7 separate regions of the Mus musculus genome follow, and regions 1, 2, 3, 4, 5 and 7 are each linked to region 6. A link is a contact called in public promoter capture Hi-C data. All regions are on one chromosome and are shown on one strand. The core of a region is the stretch at or near the end of the contact, and the rest is flanking DNA. Distances in the headings are between cores, read along the strand shown. Region 1 holds the start of Hap1 (huntingtin-associated protein 1). Region 2 holds the start of Kpnb1 (karyopherin (importin) beta 1). Region 3 holds the start of Acly (ATP citrate lyase). Region 4 holds the start of Nt5c3b (5'-nucleotidase, cytosolic IIIB). Region 5 holds the start of Ttc25 (tetratricopeptide repeat domain 25). Region 6 holds the start of Casc3 (cancer susceptibility candidate 3). Region 7 holds the start of Fkbp10 (FK506 binding protein 10).

Evidence for each region. Promoter capture Hi-C pulls out the DNA fragments that hold promoters and counts their contacts.
Region 1: a contact with region 6 is called in a promoter capture Hi-C map of liver, with 6 times the contacts expected there. The contact joins the promoter of Hap1 here to the promoter of Casc3 in region 6. A contact is called at or near these places in 5 of 39 promoter capture datasets (cranial neural crest, embryonic stem cells, liver and 1 more).
Region 2: a promoter capture Hi-C map of liver shows a contact between it and region 6, with 2.9 times the contacts expected there. The contact joins the promoter of Kpnb1 here to the promoter of Casc3 in region 6. A contact is called at or near these places in 3 of 39 promoter capture datasets (liver, pre-B cells and second pharyngeal arch cranial neural crest), 1 of 484 Hi-C or Micro-C datasets (B cells) and 1 of 115 datasets of contacts at active chromatin or transcription factors (astrocytes).
Region 3: a contact with region 6 is called in a promoter capture Hi-C map of second pharyngeal arch cranial neural crest, with 6 times the contacts expected there. The contact joins the promoter of Acly here to the promoter of Casc3 in region 6. A contact is called at or near these places in 9 of 39 promoter capture datasets (cranial neural crest, embryonic stem cells, hippocampal neurons and 4 more) and 2 of 115 datasets of contacts at active chromatin or transcription factors (astrocytes and embryonic midbrain).
Region 4: a promoter capture Hi-C map of liver shows a contact between it and region 6, with 4 times the contacts expected there. The contact joins the promoter of Nt5c3b here to the promoter of Casc3 in region 6. A contact is called at or near these places in 3 of 39 promoter capture datasets (cranial neural crest, frontonasal cranial neural crest and liver).
Region 5: a contact with region 6 is called in a promoter capture Hi-C map of the C10 cell line, with 7 times the contacts expected there. The contact joins the promoter of Ttc25 here to the promoter of Casc3 in region 6. A contact is called at or near these places in 4 of 39 promoter capture datasets (the 3T3-L1 cell line, the C10 cell line, cranial neural crest and 1 more).
Region 7: a promoter capture Hi-C map of cranial neural crest shows a contact between it and region 6. The contact joins the promoter of Fkbp10 here to the promoter of Casc3 in region 6.

What each region holds. Positions count from the first base shown.
Region 1 is chr11:100,354,759-100,357,458 of GRCm38.p6, reverse strand. It overlaps Hap1 (huntingtin-associated protein 1), which reads left to right and starts at 1,318. Exons shown (of 13, transcript NM_177981.2): 1 at 1,318-1,769. The coding sequence starts at 1,382.
Region 2 is chr11:97,186,460-97,189,159 of GRCm38.p6, reverse strand. Kpnb1 (karyopherin (importin) beta 1) reads left to right here and starts at 1,268. Exons shown (of 22, transcript NM_008379.3): 1 at 1,268-1,614; 2 at 1,713-1,771. The coding sequence starts at 1,575.
Region 3 is chr11:100,526,602-100,529,301 of GRCm38.p6, reverse strand. It overlaps Acly (ATP citrate lyase), which reads left to right and starts at 1,302. Exons shown (of 28, transcript NM_134037.3): 1 at 1,302-1,507.
Region 4 is chr11:100,439,833-100,442,532 of GRCm38.p6, reverse strand. It overlaps Nt5c3b (5'-nucleotidase, cytosolic IIIB), which reads left to right and starts at 1,435. Exons shown (of 9, transcript NM_001102650.2): 1 at 1,435-1,489; 2 at 1,606-1,704; 3 at 2,279-2,348; 4 at 2,447-2,493. The coding sequence starts at 1,478. It overlaps Klhl10 (kelch-like 10), which reads right to left and starts at 609. Exons shown (of 5, transcript NM_025727.3): 1 at 309-609. The coding sequence starts at 502.
Region 5 is chr11:100,544,173-100,546,872 of GRCm38.p6, reverse strand. Ttc25 (tetratricopeptide repeat domain 25) reads right to left here and starts at 1,265. Exons shown (of 12, transcript NM_028918.3): 1 at 965-1,265. The coding sequence starts at 1,072.
Region 6 is chr11:98,808,485-98,811,184 of GRCm38.p6, reverse strand. It overlaps Casc3 (cancer susceptibility candidate 3), which reads right to left and starts at 1,377. Exons shown (of 14, transcript NM_138660.2): 1 at 1,094-1,377; 2 at 699-726; 3 at 250-287. The coding sequence starts at 1,321. It overlaps Gm12359 (predicted gene 12359), which reads left to right and starts at 1,096. Exons shown (of 3, transcript NR_033551.1): 1 at 1,096-1,509.
Region 7 is chr11:100,414,340-100,417,039 of GRCm38.p6, reverse strand. It overlaps Fkbp10 (FK506 binding protein 10), which reads right to left and starts at 1,346. Exons shown (of 10, transcript NM_010221.2): 1 at 1,015-1,346. The coding sequence starts at 1,256. It overlaps P3h4 (prolyl 3-hydroxylase family member 4 (non-enzymatic)), which reads left to right and starts at 2,324. Exons shown (of 8, transcript NM_176830.3): 1 at 2,324-2,700. The coding sequence starts at 2,384.

The sequences.
Region 1 (2,700 bases), core at 69-2,568, 1.5 Mb before region 6:
TGCGCATGTGTAAACTGTCTCGGTCTGCGTGTAAACATAAAGGCTTGTGTTTGGATCCCTAGCATCCACATGAAGGTCTGGTATGGTGGCACCTGTCTGTAAACCCCGGGGCTGAGGGGTAGGGTGGAGTTAAGTGGATGTCTTGGGGAATCGCTGGCCAGACAGTCTAGTCAAAGTGCTGAACTCCAGATTCAGTGAGGAACCTTGTCTCAAAAAATAAGGTGGCAAGGGACGGACAACAACTGATGTTGACATGGACACCTTCATACACCAGATATAAAAAATAAATAAATAAATATTTTAAAAAACGTAAAGTCAATAGCCTTGTCCACTGGAGGATGGTGGAGAATGGAGAACATCAAGAACGATTTTGAGACTTGAGTCCATGAGTCATCCATCTCCCTTTAGCCTGTCTCCCAGTCTAAAAGCACAGAAATGGCTACTGCCCTCCCTAGCTCCCACCCCTTAAACCAGTTCATTCAGGACTGAGAGCCAGCTTCCAAAGTAGCCATTTTTCTGGGGAGCATACGTCCGTCCATGAGCTGAAGAGCACGGGTAAAGTCGTGGAGACCGACATCGATCAGTTCAGACCCTGGGATAACGGATGTTTTGGTGTGTGTGTGTGTGTGTGTGTGTGTGTGTGTGTGTGTGTGTACACGGGGATCTTGAAGAGTCGTCACAGCGAAACATTTAAGCAGGATCCCCTCCGAAGATGTTCTTTTTGGAATGTTTGAAGAACAGAACAGGTGCTTGCTTGGACTGTAGGGCTTGAGAATTAGGGTTGGAAATAAAGAACGAGTGAACGCACTAAGATGGAAGACGTCCAGGGGCGAGCGCGAGAGTGAGAGGGACCTGTGGATGACACGCAACACGTTGAAAGCCATACCGGAGTTTGGATTTCTCGCTTAGTCTACCTGGGAAGGCACAGGCGTACTGCCTCGATTCTCAGGTCACCTCGGTCTGTACACAATGTTGGGTAGGGCAACACAGAAAGCCCCTGGAAGCTGGGGTGGCGGGAGCGCGCGCGGGGGGCTGAAGGGGGGGTTGTTTCTAGGCAGAAGCTACGGGTCCCTCTACTCAAGTCCAGGGAAGCGGCGGCTTTGGACAGAACCATTCTCAGAAGATGGAAGGGAAGAGAAATCCATCACCGTGGACTCGACCCCACGGAATAAGCTAGGCACTAGTTCATCTCTTTCTTTCTTCTTCTTTTATTTACTTCCTATCTCGTCACCACTGGCTGCTTTCTTGCAGGATCCTGAGTCCTCGGCACCACTAACTGATCAACGGTCACCCCTAGCGCCACGCGTGGTACAGCCCAGTGGAGCCCGCTCCGAGCACAGGTTATAAAGCCCCGGCTGCGGCAGCGGACTGCGGAGTCAAGATGCGCCCGAAAGAGCAGGTGCAGAGCGGTGCGGGAGACGGGACAGGGTCGGGGGACCCAGCAGCAGGCACCCCCACGACCCAGCCTGCAGTTGGTCCCGCTCCGGAGCCCTCGGCGGAGCCCAAACCTGCTCCAGCGCAGGGAACCGGGTCCGGACAAAAATCAGGATCCCGAACCAAGACAGGAAGCTTTTGTCGGTCCATGATCATTGGTGATTCGGACGCACCATGGACCCGCTACGTATTCCAGGGGCCTTACGGTCCCCGGGCCACTGGCCTGGGCACTGGAAAGGCCGAGGGAATCTGGAAGACACCAGCCGCGTACATCGGCCGGAGGCCCGGCGTGTCCGGCCCTGAGCGTGCGGCGTTTATTCGAGAGCTGCAGGAAGGTAAACTGAGTCTCGGGGATCCCGCATTGGGCACTATTTGGGCATCTCCAGGTAGGAGGGGGTGCACCGACTCAGGCGCCCCGCCCCCTTGTGGCTCTTAGTTCCACCTTTCCACCACCCCCGCGAGACCACAGTCTGCGGTGCCGGTTTGGTTTCTCTTTCCCCATCTCCCCCCCCCCCTTTTCCGGTTTCCCGATTATTGTGGGTGCGTCAGGTCCAGAGCTCTCTCGCGCTCTCCGCCCGCCTCTTCGCGCCTGTTGCTGTGGCAGATCTGCGCACTCTCAGTGCCCCCTCCCCGTCTACCGCAGTGCCAGCAGAGGGGCGGGGGCTGCGGGTGCGCTTTGAGCCTGCGCTAGCCCGCAGGAACCAGCCTGCGTGGGTGGGTAGAGGTGTGTGTGTAGGGGAGCCTTTGACCACTACTTGTCCTCAGGGGGTCTGGGTCGTACTTTTCCGAAGCTGGAATGAAGAGGGAGGAGTGGGCGGGGCACTGGGCTTCTGTCCCTCCTCTTCTGGGCGGGGGCAATTTTAGGCTCAGGTGCCCGCTTCTGGGTGCTGAAGAAGTCTACTTGGCCCTCCTGTGACAAGCAACAGGTTTAGGATGGGTGACTGCATTTGTTTTTATGATCGAGGAGACTCCAGTGATGGCTAAGATGCCGATTGGGGGTGGGCATGATGAGCCCAGTATTTTCCCTGACTTCTTATCTCGAGGGGCCCAGAGACCCAGGGGTCTTGAGAGTCCAGTTCCTGAGCCCAGAGGATGGTTTTGCCTTTACAGCATCCAGGCCCCTCCTGAGAAAGCAGGAGTGGGGAGATCCGGAGCTGTGGAGAGGGTGTTAGGGCCAGATGGAGTGCAGTCTCACAATCTTTGTTGTGAGGGGTGTAGTGGTCTATGGGCAGCCTCGGCTCCTTTCCCTGACCCACTTGGGCCTTT
Region 2 (2,700 bases), core at 19-2,518, 1.6 Mb after region 6:
TTCCAAAGTGTGGCTAGTGTAGGGCAATTTCTTTACACCTTAAAAACAATACAATTTACATGCTATTTTGACCCATATGCTCCTAATCCCCCCATGACTTGCAGCTGGGTATCCAAATGAGGGGAGGGGAATGTTAAGCAACTATATGCAACGTATTTTTATCTTGTTTGTTGTATTTGTTTTTTGTTTTTGAAACAAGATCTCAGACTGTAGTTCAGGCTTCGGGATACTGAGATGGCAGGTGTGTCGCTACAGCTCGTCAATGCACACGTTCTTTATATAATACTACACAGATCTTGTAAACGAAGTCTGGACATCAAAGCTTTATGGGAACTGCTAAGTGGTCTAAGGACGCGCCTCCGCGAAACTTTGTTAACAGTCCAGGGCCCCGACGGGGTCTCCAAGGGCAATTAGGGGCGCCTGAAGCCAGCTCTGCTCGAGTCTGGAATGGGCTGTGTGACCTTGGACAGGCTCCACTCTCTCTCTGGGCTTCAGTTTGCAAATCCGCACGTTGGAAGGTGAACCACGTGGTTCTCATGGTCCGGTTCCGCACAGAGCGCGGCAGCAAGCCGACCTCACCATGAAGGCAGCTTCCTGTGGGCGCGGCGCAGGACTTTAACGGTTCCCGTCCCCGCCCCCTCCGAGGCCCGCGAAAGGCTCGCTTTCCGTACACCGCGGCGAGTGACGGCTCTCCGTAGCGCGCAGTCCGAGCCACTCGCGCGCAGCTCCGCCCCACCCCGGAGGCGTCCCGTCGTGCTCCGCGCCAGACTCCTAAGAGCCTGGGCGCCTCCCGCCTTTCCGCGCGGCGGCGACCCCGAACTCCTCGCTTCAGTTCTCCCGGCGCCCCGTCCTATCAACGTCCAGGATCCCAGCCAATCCGACGCGCCTGGAGCCTTTACCTTCCGCCCACCCTTCTCCCCGCGCACAGCCGGGCTGAGCCCGAAGGCCTTTACCGGGCCAGCCCAATCAGCGGCGCGCTCTTACCTGCCCCACCCCAGAGCCCCTCCCCTCGACCAATAAGCACGCCCCATCCCGCTGCCCGCCCAGCCAACCGGACCTTGAAGCCCGCAGGCCAATGGGCGCGTGGCGGCCCTTCAACGCTAGCCGTCCGGCCAATCGGGGGTTCCGCGTGGCCCCGGCCGTAGCCAATCGCTGGGCAGCGCGGTGCCGCCGCGGAGAGGTCCGGCAAGGATATCCCTCCGCCTCCCTCCCTCGATCTCTCTCCCTCCCTGCGATCCGCCTCTCACTCACTCACTGCCGCCCTTCCTTTCTCCCTCCGCCGCCCGAGCAGCAGCCGCGCTCCGAGCTGCCCCCGGGGTCCCTCCCCCGCCGCCAGAGGAGCAGCTGCTGCCGCCTAGCACATTAGGAGGGCGGAAGGAAGGAAGGAGAGCGGGGAGGAAGGGGAGCCGGAGCGCCTGGCCAGAGGCAGCCGGTGAATGGGCTTGTGGTGACCCCCACCCCCCACCCCACCCTCCCTTCCCACCCGACCCCCAACCCCCATCCCCAGTCGGAGCCGCCGCCCGACAGGCCGGGCCGCCGTCTTGCGAGGAGTCCCCGCCGCCGTCACCTCCGCCATGGAGCTCATAACCATCCTCGAGAAGACCGTGTCTCCGGGTAGGACTCGGGGCCGGGGGGTCGGGCCGAGGTGACCGGGGTGGGGGAGGGGGTGGCCCCTCTGACCCCGCTGCCTCTCCCCCCATCTCTCCCGGCAGATCGGCTGGAGCTGGAAGCGGCGCAGAAGTTCCTCGAGCGTGCGGCCGTGGAGAATCTGGTGCGTGCCGCCCCGCCGCGCCCCATCCCGCCGCGTCCCCATCCCTGCGTGCGGCCCTTCCCGCCCTCCTGGAGGCCCAGGCCTCAGGAACCCACCCCGCCCCAGCTCGTCCCCCTACCCCCCCGCCCGGCCCAACCTAACCCCGCCATCGGGAAGCCGGTGGGTGTGTCCCGCCCCGAGCCCCGCGTCTGGCCAATAGCGAGGCGCGCCGGGGTGATCGCCGTCCAATCGCCACGCGGCCTGAGGGCGGCGGTGCTGCGGGAGGGAGAAAGAGGGAGGGAAGGGAAGTTAGGTTGCATGGCGCTGCGTGTTCAGCAAGGGTGGGGGTTGGGGAGCCGGGCCTAGGGGCCATGTGGAAGCTCTGCGCCCTGCCGCCTGCCTTGTACTGGCTGCGGCCGGCCTCTCCTTCCTGTCCCCTGGTTTTGAGGCAGTATGCAACTACTTCCCAGAGCCCTACCCTTCCCCAGCTCCCTTGGTCTGTGCTCATGGCCACGCCTGGCACCCGACCACCTCTGGACCCATTGCCACAATTTTTTTCTTTTTCTTGCCCATTATTATCCCATTCCTGGTCTAAGTGCACGAATGTTCTGTTTGGACTTAGGTTTTCAGAGAACTCATCTTTAAGGATCTCAGGCTGAGGCTCATTTCTGAGATTGAGCCTATTCTCTGATAAATCACAAATGTAACCCCGTTTTTCATACTTTCGGATTTAAGAAGTACATTTGAGAAAAGAAAAAGTGACTGACTTTTGTATAGGAAAATGTGGGATTATTGAAGCAGCCTATTGCCAGAATGTTTCTCCTCTCCTTTTTGGGGGAAGGGGAGGGAAGCGTGGATGATATGGAAAGTCTCTTTAAAGGTAGGAAGTTTTAAAAAGTGAAAAAAAACATTGTAACCCAATGTCCTTTGTGAGAGCTTTGCAAAATAGT
Region 3 (2,700 bases), core at 53-2,552, 1.7 Mb before region 6:
GAGTGGTGGCACGCCTTTAATCAGGAGGCAGAGGCAGGCGGATTTCTGAGTTCGAGGCCAGCCTGGTCTACAAAATGAGTTCCAGGACAGCCAGGGCTACACAGAGAAACCCTGTCTCGTAAAAAACAAAACAACAACAACAAAAAAAAAACCCAAACAAACAAAAAAAGGAGCACACGCTGGTCAAGAATGGGTGTTACAAGTTCAGCCATCCAAAGACTGGCCGAAAAGGGCCTGGGAGTGGGGGGCCTTGGGAAAGTGTTTGCCCAGGAGAGTGTTGCAACATTGTTGCAGGGAGCTTTTGACCCAGGGTTTTTTGCCAGGGGCACAGCCATGCAGATTCTCTGCACCCTGGGCTGACGCATCACCTGAGCTGATTAAAGGATGATTCTGGCCTCCTTCCTAGAGCTGGAAAATTGTTAGTTTCTGGGTCCATCTGGGAAGACATACTGGGACTAGGGGACAAGCAAGAGAGGCTTCCACTCCAGGGAAGCAGTGAATTCCTGATTTCCAGGACCTTATGATTTATCTATTCTGCCCCAGAAGTTCTCGGGTACCTGTTAGACTGGGCGCTCCAGTTTTGGGTTTGGAAAATATGTTCTATCTTTCGCAAGTAACAGAAAAGAGGAGGTTGTTCATTGCTTTCGGTGTCTTAGTTTGAGGTTGGGGGAGGGAGCAAGAGGTTGGGCAGGGATGGCCCCAGTCCTAAGTTTTAATCTCAGATAAATGATCAGCTCCGCCCAGATCCGCGCTCAGGTGAGCCTGTAAGAGGACTCGCGTTGGGACTGGCGTCCTTCTGGCCTCACTAGTTTACCCCTTCCTCCAATCTATGTCCTAGGTCGGACAGTCTGATTGTGTAGCGTGGTCGTGTAGACTGGCTCTGGTAAATTCCCTGGGGAGGGTTCCAGGAGCGGAGAGGCGACACGTGTGAAAGGAAAGCAGACGTAGCTTTTCAAAAGCAGGTCTAACGCACTGGGTTTGGTGTGGCGGCTTACAAGAGCCTGGGATAAGAACGTCAGTTGCTCTCCTGGGAGGGAGGAAGAGGACGCCAGGTCCAGGGAGAAGTGCTATAGCCTTTTGGGCCAACAACCCCCTCCCTCAGCTACCCAACCCGGCGGCTGGCCGGCCCAGCCCCTGAAACGATCAGGCCACAGCCCCCAGCCTCGTAGGTTCTCCTCCTAGAGCCGCCCGGCCCATCTCCCCATCCTAGGCCCCGCCCACGGCCCCGCCCACGTCCGGGACTACAAGTCCCATCAGCCCCAGGTCAGGCCTGAGGGCGGGGCCACCACAGCAGCGAATGGGGAGGAGCCTAGAGCTCAGGCTAGGGAACGCGTGTGCCCAATCGCCGGGCTGCTTAGCCTGTGAGCTGATGGGGGGCGGGGAGGAGCCCACTTGGGCCGGAACAAAAGCCGGATCCCCGGCTGCTGCAGGCGGCTGGAGCGATCCGAAGAGTTGGGGTGAGCTGGTGCTTACGGACAGAGAGCCACACTCAGGCTTTCTCGAAGAGGTGAGTACGGCAGTCGTAGGCGCGGGTGCGACCCCCCAGTACCCACTAAGCTTCCTGCTTCCCTCCCCCAACCCGGAACCACCTCCGGGCTCCCTGGCTGGGCGCTCCCGCGCGCTCCCTGCACCTGCTCGGAAGTTTTGTGCGGGTCTAAGCTTTATAGTAGTCTTCTCCCCAGCCGCGGGCCGCATGTCTACACCCTCCCAATCCTATTCTAGTTCCTGGGAGTTTGCACATTGCTTGCCACCGACCTTACTTCTCCCTCCTCCGGATTGCCTTTGCGCGTCCTGCTTCTTCTCAGCTCCACCCAGGGCCAGCTCTCGAGTCTAGTCGGGCTTTTTTTGGGACACTTTTTTGGGCCCCATTCGGGTTCCCCACCGGATGCCGGGGCGGGTAGTAGAGATGGCGGTGGCTACTCTCTCCACGCCGGCCGCTCGCAAGCCGGACTCAAGCAGGCCTGTCCTGTTAGTTCTGTGGTGAATCCCTTAAGCTCTATGTCGAAGTGTAGGGAGCGGGCCCTGGCCACGCGGGGTCGTGCTGCTTCAGAGTGCCTGAGGCCTTGCTGCGAGGACTTGGCTCCGGAGCGACGGCGCTGGATGGGCTCTCCCTGCTAAGGAGCTCCCTACTGGTGTAGCCCCCAAACAACAGATGGTCGGAGTGCTCAGGAGTCTGGATGAGACAAGCACCTAGGGTGTGTGTATGTGCGCGGGCGCGCGTGTGTGCAAAGGATGCTACCTACCTCTACCTCCTGTCAGGCCTGGCAGAGGTCTGGTCCCCAAAGCTTGCTGCTTTCTTCAGTCTTGAAATTCTGCTATGAGGGATCCCTCCTGACATAATTTTGGAAAGGACAGCATAAGGCACTTTAGTCTGCCAGCCAACCCTGTCTGTCCCCGCTTTAACTTTGCTCAGCATGTCGGGTTTCTTTACTATCGAGAGATAACTGTCCTGGAAAGATCATTTCCACCTCTTAGAAAGCTGCTTAAACGCTCCCCTCTGCGGGGGGGGGGGGCAGTAAAAGGAGGCCTTGAAGACAGAGTAGCTGCTGTTTTTAATCTCTATTTAGACACTGTCTGCTGTAGCAGGGAATACTCGGAAGAGTTCTGTCCGTTCCTTTGCTATAGGGGATTGCTTGCTTGTCATCCCCTCCCCCTCCCCAGCCCTTAAAGTGAGAGTGTTTTGTCGACCCTCCTCAGTGG
Region 4 (2,700 bases), core at 186-2,685, 1.6 Mb before region 6:
TTTGTTTGTTTTAGAAATAGATTCTCTATAGCCCAGGCTGCCCTTGAACTACTGATTCTCCTGCCTCAGCCTCTCCAGTTGCTGGGATTACAGGCCTGAGCCACTATGCCTGGATTATAAACTGGTCCTTTCGGAGCCTTATCTAGAGTGTAGGATCAGGTCTGTCCAACTTTTTTTTTTAACGCTGCAATGGCATGCTGTCAACCTACAAAGCTTAGACTTGAGAACAGCTCAAACCAGTTATAAACAAACACAGAGCCTCAGTGATGGGAGACACGGCTCAGCTTCCCCCCCCCCCTCCGGTGTACCTAAAGTAGGAGCTGCAGCTACAGAGGATGTTCTTGTGGGCATTGAACTCGAAGCCATTGACTTTGATGACCACGTCGCAGAGCTTGCCCTCAAGCCGGAGCTCGTTGAAGATCTCACAGGTCATTGCACTCATCTTTCTTTCCATGTGAGGCTGGTGGAACCGGGTGGAGGCAGCGGTGCTCTCCATCTCCATGGCTCCTTGGGACCAGGGGAGAGAGGCTGCTCTCCTGGGGTGTTGGGGAGGGTTATGGGGGGCCCCTTTAGCCAGCTGTCGCTCCTTTTCCCTACTACATCTTTCATATAGGGACCATCAGGCAGCCCAAGTTCCAGAATCCTGGGCAGTGAGATCACTCAGGATTGTGCTCTCAGGTTCTGGAACCCCCTTCTTGCCCCTTCTTTTCCTCCCCCTCCCCCCAGAACATACAGGTAGACCACCCCACATCTCTTTCCTCGACCTCAGACCTAGGGCAGAACTGTGACCACCAACACAATTGAGCCTTTACTGAGTCTGCTGCTTGTTGCATCTTCAGGTTGGGTCCCCACCTCCCTGCAGCATCCTTCCAAAGCTCTCTCTGGGCTCCCCATGGGTGCAGAGGCAGAAGCAGAGCTGATCAAATATCATGCTGGCCAGGGTCTTCCAGCCCCTGAGATGCCTTACTGCCTTACTTTGCTTGTGGTGCTGATGAAGAGCCAGTTAGGGAAGTGTCTCCTGGATACACCCCCTGTCCAAAATGCACTTGAATACCTAGTGGGTTGTTCTTTGCAATGCAGGGGATGAAATTCAGGGCCTCATACCTGCAGGCAAGAACTCTCTCACTAAGCAGTGACCCCCAACCCCAGTAAAGATTGCATTTGTGTTCCAGAAAGAGTGAGTGACAGGCGCCCATACACACCAAAGCCTCATGACAGCCAGCCCACATACAGGACCCCAGCGTCTTGGTACTCCCCCCCCTCGCCCCCCAACGTTCCCCCACCCCCACACACAGTAGACCATCTTCCCCCACACACCCCCGCACTCCCCACTCTTGCTTCTCCTGCCAGTATCCGGAGCCAGCCTGGAAACGGCCTGCAGCTCCTAGACCGACGCGACTAGTGCGAGGCGACGCCTGCGCAGTGTGGCTGTAAGGCGGGCGCTGTCTTCGGGGCCGCCCACCAGGCCAGCGGCGTGATGGCGGAGGAGGTGAGGCCACGGGCGGGGACGGTCCCGCGTGGCGGGATCGCGGGTGCGGAGAGACCCAGCTGTCCTGATGCCCATCGCGGCTCTCGGGTCAGCGGGTCTCTTGGGTCTCACGACAGGTAAGCAGCCTGATGAAGGCCACGGTCCTGATGCGGCAGCCCGGACGGGTGCAGGAAATTGTGGGCGCCCTTCGCAGGGGCGGAGGAGACCGCCTGCAGGTACCGGGGCTTGGGGTAGGGCGGGAGGGTGCCTGCCCTGCGGCCTTCCCGCCAACTGGGGTTCGCGCTCTGCGAGCCTGCGCCCTAGGGTGGTCATGGACAAACAGATTGGTTCACCTCGGGAAAGAGCCTACCTCCCCCAGTAGCCAACTTTCAGAGTAGTCAGATGTGACCCTTTTCCTGCCGCTTGGTTTTAGAAAGCAAGTGGGTGGAGGCCCCCCTCCCTCCCCCAGTCGAAGATAAGGGAGATCCACAAAGGTCGGAAGGCACCTTAAGAAAGAACCAGTGTATAAAGATGCCACAGAAAGTCACCCCCACATTTGGGGGACTTTGTTTTCTTCAGGGTTAACTCGTGTCCTGACACAGGATGTCACTTTTTTCCTTCTTTCTTCTGTCTCTCCCTAACCTTGCAAAGGCTTTGCTGCAGCTTGGTTAGACTTCCTCCGCTACCCCAGGCTGAGGCAAGGGCCAGGATAGACCAGTACCTAGTCAACCTAGTCAACCTAGTCAGTCAACCTAGTCAACCTAGTCAGTCAACCTAGTCAACCACCATCATCCGCCCTTTGTCTCTTAGGTGATTTCCGATTTTGACATGACCCTGAGCAGATTTGCTTACAATGGACAGCGATGCCCTTCTTCCCACAGTAAGTCACATTTTAGCTTTCCTTGTAGGGCTCAAGATGACAACTGCTATGGAGCAAATAAAGGGAGTCTTGTGTGTGTGTGTGTTTTCTTTTTTCAGATATTCTGGATAACAGCAAAATTATCAGTGAGGATTGTCGCAAAGAGGTGGGTCATTCCCTTCTTTGCTCAAACATGGCTGTGGTATGCTTCTGGGGTTGAACCACAGCGTCCAGGACTGAAATCTTAAGAAACTCCGTTCCTTAAACACAGTGTGGGGAGACCTGTAATCCCAGAGGCTGAGACAGGAGGATCCCAAGTTCAGAGGCTGCCTGGATTCCAGAAAGAGTTCAAGGTCACTTAGGCAAGGAAAAG
Region 5 (2,700 bases), core at 16-2,515, 1.7 Mb before region 6:
TGGTCACATTATGTCTCCAACTGGCAGGCATTAGTGAGAAACTATAAGAGAAAATGGCAAAAGTCAGGGTTTATGTGTGACAGTGGCATATCATGGGAACCAGGAGTATGATATCCACAAAATGGACCTCAGGGCTGCTGGTGATGAAAAAAAAATGGTAATTGGGTGGGACTGGAGATTTTTTAGCAGCTAAGAACACTAACTGACTGACTGCCTGCTCTTCCAGAGGACCCAGGTTCAAGTCCCAGCACCTACATGGCAGCTCACACCCCTCAGTCCATTTCCACACTCTAAGAGGGAAGTATGCATGTGGTCCATGCATGCTGGCAAAACACCCATCACATACAAATATTTTTCTTTAAGTGGTGAAGTGTGTGTGTGTGTGTGGTGGGGGGTGGTATCGTGTTGATTTATTGGTTAACAGCACTTACTATTCCTGTAGAGGACCCAGATCTGGATCCCAGCACCCATTTGGTGCTACATAACTGCCTGTAACTCCAGTTCCAAGGGATCCAGTTCCCTCTTCTGGCTTCCAAAAGTACCAGGCATGCATGTGGTATACATACACACAAATCTTTCATCAACAACACAATGGTGGTGGGTCCAGGTAGCAAGCTGGGGTTCCATCATTCCAGAGGCCAACTGCAAGATAGGGAGTTGGCCTCCAGAGGACATAAGGAGGGCACCTTCCTTTCAAATCATAAGTTGGGAATGAGGGTGCACATTGGAAGTCATCTCTCAGGAAGTAGGGGTAGTTCGAGACCACCCTGGTCTACAGAACAAGTGTCTATCTCAAAAGAGGAGCGGAGGCGGGGAGGAGGTTGAGAGAGGAAAGAAGAGAAAAAAAGAAGAGGGGAGAGGAGAAGGAAGGGGAAGGGAAAGAAGAAGGGGAGGAGGAAGAGAGGGAAAGGGAGGAGGGGAAAAGAGGAAGGCAACACAGTAATAGGATCAAAGCGCAACTCACGTTGGTAAAGCTTTGAATGGCCTTAGTGAACTCCCCGCACAGATAAAGCCTCTCCCCCTCTGCCATGTAAGAGGGAAAAGTGCTTCTTAAGATATCACCGTCCGACATGGTCACCCTACTTTTGGAAATTCTGAAGCAGATTCAGAAAGGAAAAGAGGCTGGAGAATCGCCGGCTTGTTTTGGGACAGCCCGGTCTCTTAGCAACCTAGAGAGATAGTCTAACTTCCGGTCCCTCCCCTCCCCTCCCCTGGCGGTGTTAGGCCTCCGGGTGAGCCCGCCCAGCGTGCTCATGCGCCTGTGTCGCCACGCTGCGCACACCGGTCAGACAAGTGCTGAGCGCGTGGCCGGCGGCTGCAGGACGCTGGCGCTCCAGAGTGATCGCTGTTTGCTTGTAGGTTGCTTCTCCCCTCCAGTTGCCACGTGGAAAGCCTCGCAGACAAAGCAAGCCAAGAAAATGAGAATTGGAGGCAAAATTCCAAGTAGGATTAAGGCTTAAGCACTCCAGGTCCCATTAGGAAGGAGAGAGAATTTTGGAACCGGAGTCAGAGGGCTTGGGCAGCCTTCTCTCTTGTCACTTCTTAGCTGCGTGATCCTTGACCAAGCACATTAGGGAACTGAAAAGTACGCGTTCTACCTGCCAAATGAACAGGAAAATAATAGAGCCCTCAGGGACGTGAGGATTTGCATGAGAATGCAATGGAAAGTGTGATGGGTTTAGCTTTCAATGTCACATAGTTATGGAACACTTGCTAATAGCAAGTCTAAACTAAGGTCTAGCCTGACATAATTCTGCAGCCATTCAGGAGTAATGGCTGTGGGGATAACTCAGTTGGTAAAGCGCATGCTAAGCATGCAGCTCTCTGTTTCAGTTCCCCCAACCCTGGTACAGCCCAGTGTGATGGCACCATCTTGTATTAGCCAGCCCTGGAGAGACAGAAAGACATGCATTCCTGAAGTGTCCCCTGGCATCTACATTCACATGTGCACAAGCACACACATGTTCACACACACACACACACACACACACACCACACAGACACAGCAGTACCTCTAAGTACCCATAATATCTTAGATAGCTAGCTCAGTTAACTGCCTCAACTATATTGGTTTTTTAAAACAGTCTTGGAGTTATACATGATTTTGAGCCACCACTTGGGTGCTAGGAGTTAAACCTGGGTCTTCTGCAAGAGCACCAGTGCTCTTAATCCCTGAGCCATCTCTCCAGCCCAGAATCTTGTCTTAAACTGTCTTTCCAGAATTCAGCTGAGCCAGGCTTGGTGGCCTGGGTCTTTAATTTTCTTACTCCAGAGACAGAGGTAGGAGGTTGGTTGTGAGATACAGGCTTTCTGGTCTCCATAACAAGTTCCAGGCCAGCCCTGGCTACACAGCGAGTTTCAAACACAAAAACAGAAACAGGATCCAGCTTAATGGGCATGTATTAGGAACAGAATCCAGCACACAGTAGGAGCAAAGCAAACCGTTTTCAGTCTCTAAAAAAGATGTCCTTACTGGCAAATGTATAAACACAAATGAGCACAACATCTGTAATTCTAGCACTTGAGAGACTGAAGCAGGATTGCCACAAGTTCAAGGCAGCCTCAGTTACATAGTGAGGTGAAGGCCAGCCCAAGTAACAGGGGAGTCTCTGTCTCAAGCCACCATAACTGATTACTTGGGAAAATGTGGTAAAGTCAGAGACTTTCATTAGTGCCAATACCCTTGTTGGTTGTTGATGT
Region 6 (2,700 bases), core at 128-2,627:
AGAATAAATCAACTAAGTGTAACCTGTCCCTTCAAGAGGTGTGGCTTCAAGTTGCAGTCATTAACCGGGCAAGGCTGGAATTAAAGACATGTGCCACCATCACCAGACTTCTAACAGACTTTTAAAAGCACACGAGAAGAATGTATAAGAGAAGCAAGTCAGGGAATTTTTGTACCACACAGCTAGAGGTTTTTTTAAAGAGACATTTTCTGACTTACGCCATAAGGAAAAAGAATCTATCACACTCACTTCTGAATCTTCTGCACTTTCATAATCGGAAAGAACAGCTGAAAGGAAAAGACAAATTATGTGATATGTAATAACATAAACGTTTGTTACTACATTTCTGACAGTTCGTTTTGGGCCAGGCAAACATCCTCACTTAATTTGTGGACGCAGCAACTTTCTGGGGCAGATAAAATTATAGTTTCTGTTGACAGATGGAGAACTTTGGGACCACACTGACGAAAAACTATGCTGTTGTCAGGTGTTATTCTAAGTCACCACAGTGCACTCAATCTGTCACCTTCCAAAAAGGAACCAAACCAAACAAGCATGCTCATCATCACCATGACACAAACGCCACTCCCGGGGAACGCTCTCCAAAAACCCCTAACAAACCGAGAAAGACCCAGTGTAAGATATACATGGCCTTAATTTACATCCACAAGAATTCAAGATAAAGTAAAATTACTCACCATCTCCTTCCATGCCATCTTCACTCTCCTGGGAGGAAGAAGATCACACAGGTTAGAGTTGGTGATTTCCAGACGCGGGGAGCCCACCCGCAGATAACCGTGAGGGACGACTGAAGAATCAACACAGATGGTTGGGTAGGAATATGGGGCAAGATAAATCTTCAGAAGTCACATCGAGAATGGCGGTTCTCTACATCCCAGCCCCAGTTTCCGTGTAAACATTGCACGCCCTGAGCTCAGAAACCACCCAGTCCTCCTTCCCCGGGGCTCTGGGTGGATGCAGATTCGCAGCGGGACAACCTTTCTTTCCCTCTAAGAGGAGGCCCGGCATCTCACAGCATCTCCAGCCCGCCCCCTGCCGGGTCGCCGCCCTGGACCGCCCGCCGCTCACTCACACACTCAGACTCCTCGGCGCTCTTGGCGCCCCCGCTCTCCACCCGCCGCAGGTGAAGGCCCCCGCCGCGGCCGCCGCGCTGAGAAGGCAGCGAGCCACTGCCGCCGCCTCCGACGCTCCCGCTGCAGCTGCCGCCGCCCCGCGCCGGAGAGCCGCTGTCGGAACCCGAAGCCCCGGATTCCTCGTCCTCCGTGTCCTGGGAAGCGCGCTGCCGCCGCCGGTCCGCCATCTTACGGAGAACGGCCACCGCTGGTCAGCTCCTTACGCACCACGCCCGCCGCGGAGGCTGCCGGGAAGCTCGAGACTCCGGAGTCCCAGCGTGCTTCACGTCCAGGGAGGGCCGCCCTTCTTTCCGCGGGGCGGGGCCTGCACCCTGCGGCACGTTTTCTGGAGAGCGAGATGACGTCTGTCGGTGATGTAAGGAGGCGTGGCCTAGCGCTTTATTTCCCCACACCCCCACACCCCTAGCCCCGGCGGGCGGAGGGCGCCTGGGAGCGGGGCTATTGCATCCTCTTCGGGTTCTTAGCTCGGCCATCTTGGACTTTCCTTGGGGAGGGTTTCGAGCTCTTCTAGCTCCAGTGCGACGTTGGAGCAATTGCATGATTTTCGTTTTCCATTGCTCGCTTTCCCCTGAATTCTATACAGAACATTTTACTGTATTCCTTCGCATGGTTAAAAATCACGAGTCCAGGTGAAAAAGCCTTTAGTCCTGCGTCAGTTGCCAGCTCTTCACCTCAGTCTAAATTTAGGGGAAAGGAGAAACTGCAGTGGGGACAGAACTTAGTATTGCGGTGTTTCCTGGGTGTATTCAAAATCTCCTTTCTCCATGTGTCTTCCTAACCTAGTTATCTCATTTTGAGAACTGAAGGTTGGAAGGACACTAGTCTTACTATGCTTTTAAAACATCAGAGCTGGATCACCCTTGACTAGTTAAGAGGCTAGTTTTGGACCCTCTCTGCCCCTTCAATGTCTCGAGGTATTAGTTTCAAATCCTGGTGCATTGTTACTCTACAGAGAATGCTTTGGGTATGCATTTATCAGCAGTGAAAGAAAACTCAGCACAACTACCTTGCAGCAACATATAGTTTGTAAGCTAATTTATTACTGCATATTGTTAATATACATCAAATAGATGAGTTAAGAGGACTCTGAGCTGTTTTCATAAATAGCTAAAGGTCCCCACTGCTTACCAGATCTATAAACAGTATGAGACTCCAAGGAATCATGACTGTCTGCAGGGACTGATTCAACTGGTGACAGGTGGCCAAATGTATCATGGAGTTCAGCTCCAGAAACAACTGCCTGAACTCAAAATGGAGGATGCATGATTTAATAAGTGTGAAAGGCATAAGAATCTTATCCATCACAATCTAAAATGGTGCAGCAAGACTGCCAAGTTGAGTGTCTAAATAAGGACAAGGATAGCATGCCACTTTGTCCTTTAGTTGTTTGGTCGGAATCCAGCTTGGGATGTTTTTTTTCTTTTTTCTTTTTTTTTTTTTTTTTTAAGAAAATCTATGACCTCAAGCTAGCCTTTTCATCACTCGGGACCCACCAGCTTCAGCCTCCCCAGATGCAGGCTATGAGGGGACAATACCTGTAATCCTG
Region 7 (2,700 bases), core at 97-2,596, 1.6 Mb before region 6:
AAGGGAAGTTAAGACTCCTCCTCTGTCACAGCCCGAATTTAAACCCAGGGCCTTACAAATATGGAGATGGCATTCTTATCCACTGTACCAAAAAATCTCCCTCCAGAGTCATGACCACTAATTGCCTGTGGGCTGAACTGTCTATTTCAGAGAGGAGACCGAAAGGCAACTTGTCTTTGTGGTGTAGAGTTTCAAGTGTGATAGGGCCTGAAGTATACCTTGTAGCCTGGAAAGAGGCTGCCACACAGCTCTGATCTGCCCCCCAAAACCAACGGGTATCTGTCTGGCCGACCAAGGTCCTGGATCAGAATGGAAGATGCTGGTCCCGTCAAGCCAAGGCTGGCATTGGAGCGTGGTGTTGGCTGCTAAAGCTAAGATGGAGGAACTGAGTTCCCAGAGGCTTGGAGAAGGAGGCACTAAGAGTCCCCAGGATGGCATGTCAGACTTTGTGACACGTGGACAGTTTGGTCACGGCACCAGCTATGGTCTACCCCCAAATTATAATGCCCACTCTGCTTAAGACCCTCCCTAGCTGCTCTAGGGCCCTACACCCTCAAGGAAATGTTATTTCTCCAGTCTCCAACCACAAAGGCATAGAAAACTGGAGAGAGAAATAGACAGGGAGCCAGAGTGTGTGCAAAGGGAGGCGGCACCAGGCAGACCATCCATCCACTCACTTCAGGGTTTACGTGTAGTAGGCACAGTCTCTTTGCCCTCTAAGATTGCGTGCCAGGGTACCATTTGTGTTTAAGTTATGGTAAGTATATGTGGCGCTTCACCTGAGCATCAAATATTCCAGGGGGCTAGGAGGGGGTCGTGGGCGGGGGCGGGAATATTTTAGGAATTGAAAATTTGGTATTGAAGATAGGAGGCATCCTTTGAGGTGCTCTCCCCAGGATGCTGTTTGTGGCAAAGGATTATGAAAGCACTACAGGAATGCAAACCTTAGAAGGGGCAACATTCTCTGGAAGCTCAGGAAAGTGGTGCTGAGTCCGGGAGTGCCCAAGCTCTTACCTGGAGTCAAACTTTTTCCCGTCTTCGAAAGTGCCATTGTAGTGGTAACGCACAAAATCCCCCATCTGCACTTCTCGGGGACAGGCCCGAGGGATGTGGTATCTCTCGATGACCACATCTTCCAAGGGGGCTCCGGCCGGGCTGGCACGGCCCAGTCCCCTCTCCAAGGTCTGTAGAAGCAACAGCAACGGCAGTATGCGGAGCCGATGGAGGGTGTGGCTGGAGGACCCCACAAGGAACATGGTGCCCAGACCAGGGACGCCGGCAGTGAGAGCGGACGCCAGCCGCTAGCCTCCTTCCCCCTCCTCTCAGAGCTGACTCCCCCCCTTCCTGTCCTCTCTCCCCACCCCGCCCTGGCGGGTCCACGTGGAATGGGGGCTGGGGAGAATGAGCTGGCCGGGCAGGGTGATGTTTTATGGTGAACTAGGAGGTGGGGGCCAGGTTGAGAGTCTCTGGAGTCCAAGGAATTTGCCACAAAGATCTCTGAGTCTCCCTCCCCCAAAACTCCATCCGGGACTGAGACCCGGGGCCTGGCCCAGAGGGAGGTTCGGGAAAGATGAGAAGTTGGAGTGGACTTCCAAAATGAAAAAGTTTTTTCCAGAGTCTCTGGGTCCTAAAGCCTGTTGGAGGAATCTCTAGCTTTCCCTGGCACCCCAAATCTAGGCCCCTTCTGGTGCAGGTGAGGCTGTAATCTGAGGGCTATTTCAGTTCTACACACACACACACACACACACACACACACACACACACCCGCCCCAACTCTCCTCCCGCGAAAGGTTAGAGGAAAGGGGGGTTAGGGAGAATGTTCTCTAGGTGAAAGGTTGTTTTGTCCTGCAAAAGCCTGGCTGCACTGAAGACACAGGAATCTTGCTCCGGCGGGAGGCTGATGGTGTCAGTGCTAGGTGTGCGGGGTAACAAGAGGTGTGTACGCCTCGACGTCAGCGCGGGTGTTTACCGGGCCACCTAGGGGGAGCAGAGGAGACTCGAGGAGAAAAAGACCAGATTATGTGACTTCGTCCACTTTGCCTACGCAAAGGACAGAGGTGGCACTTAAGGGGGGGGGGGGGGACGACACTGCTGTGGGGAGGGGCTTTCTGGGCGTGAAACGTAGCCCCACCCACCCGTGTCTGCCAGGGAGGGCCAGTGGTGGTGTAAGCATTGCTAGTGGTCGAGGGCCAGCCCACGTAGTGGACTCGAGCGTCAACTGACGGTCCTAGAGAGGCATTCCAGCCTCCCGGCTCTAGCCTAGGGCCCGGCGCTAAGACCCAGCAGGAGCTCCGGGGGTTGGGGGTGGGCTGGGCTGGAGCCCGAGCTGGCTGGAGCCCGACGGTCGCCGGCTGCTCCGTAAGCCTCCGGGCGCGGTGCGGGCATGGCTCGCGGGGCGTGGGGGCTGCTGTGGCTGCTGCTGGGCAGCGCCGGGGCCCAGTACGAGAAATACAGCTTCCGAGGATTCCCTCCGGAGGACCTGATGCCACTGGCCACGGCCTACGGCCACGCTCTGGAGCAATACGAAGGCGAAAGCTGGCGCGAGAGCGCGCGCTACCTGGAGGCGGCGCTGCGGCTGCACCGGCTGCTGCGCGACAGCGAGGCCTTCTGCCACGCCAACTGTAGTGGCCCCGCCACCTCTCAGCCTCGGCCCGCGTCCGGCCCGGACGGCGACCACGACGGCGATGGCGAGGACTGGGC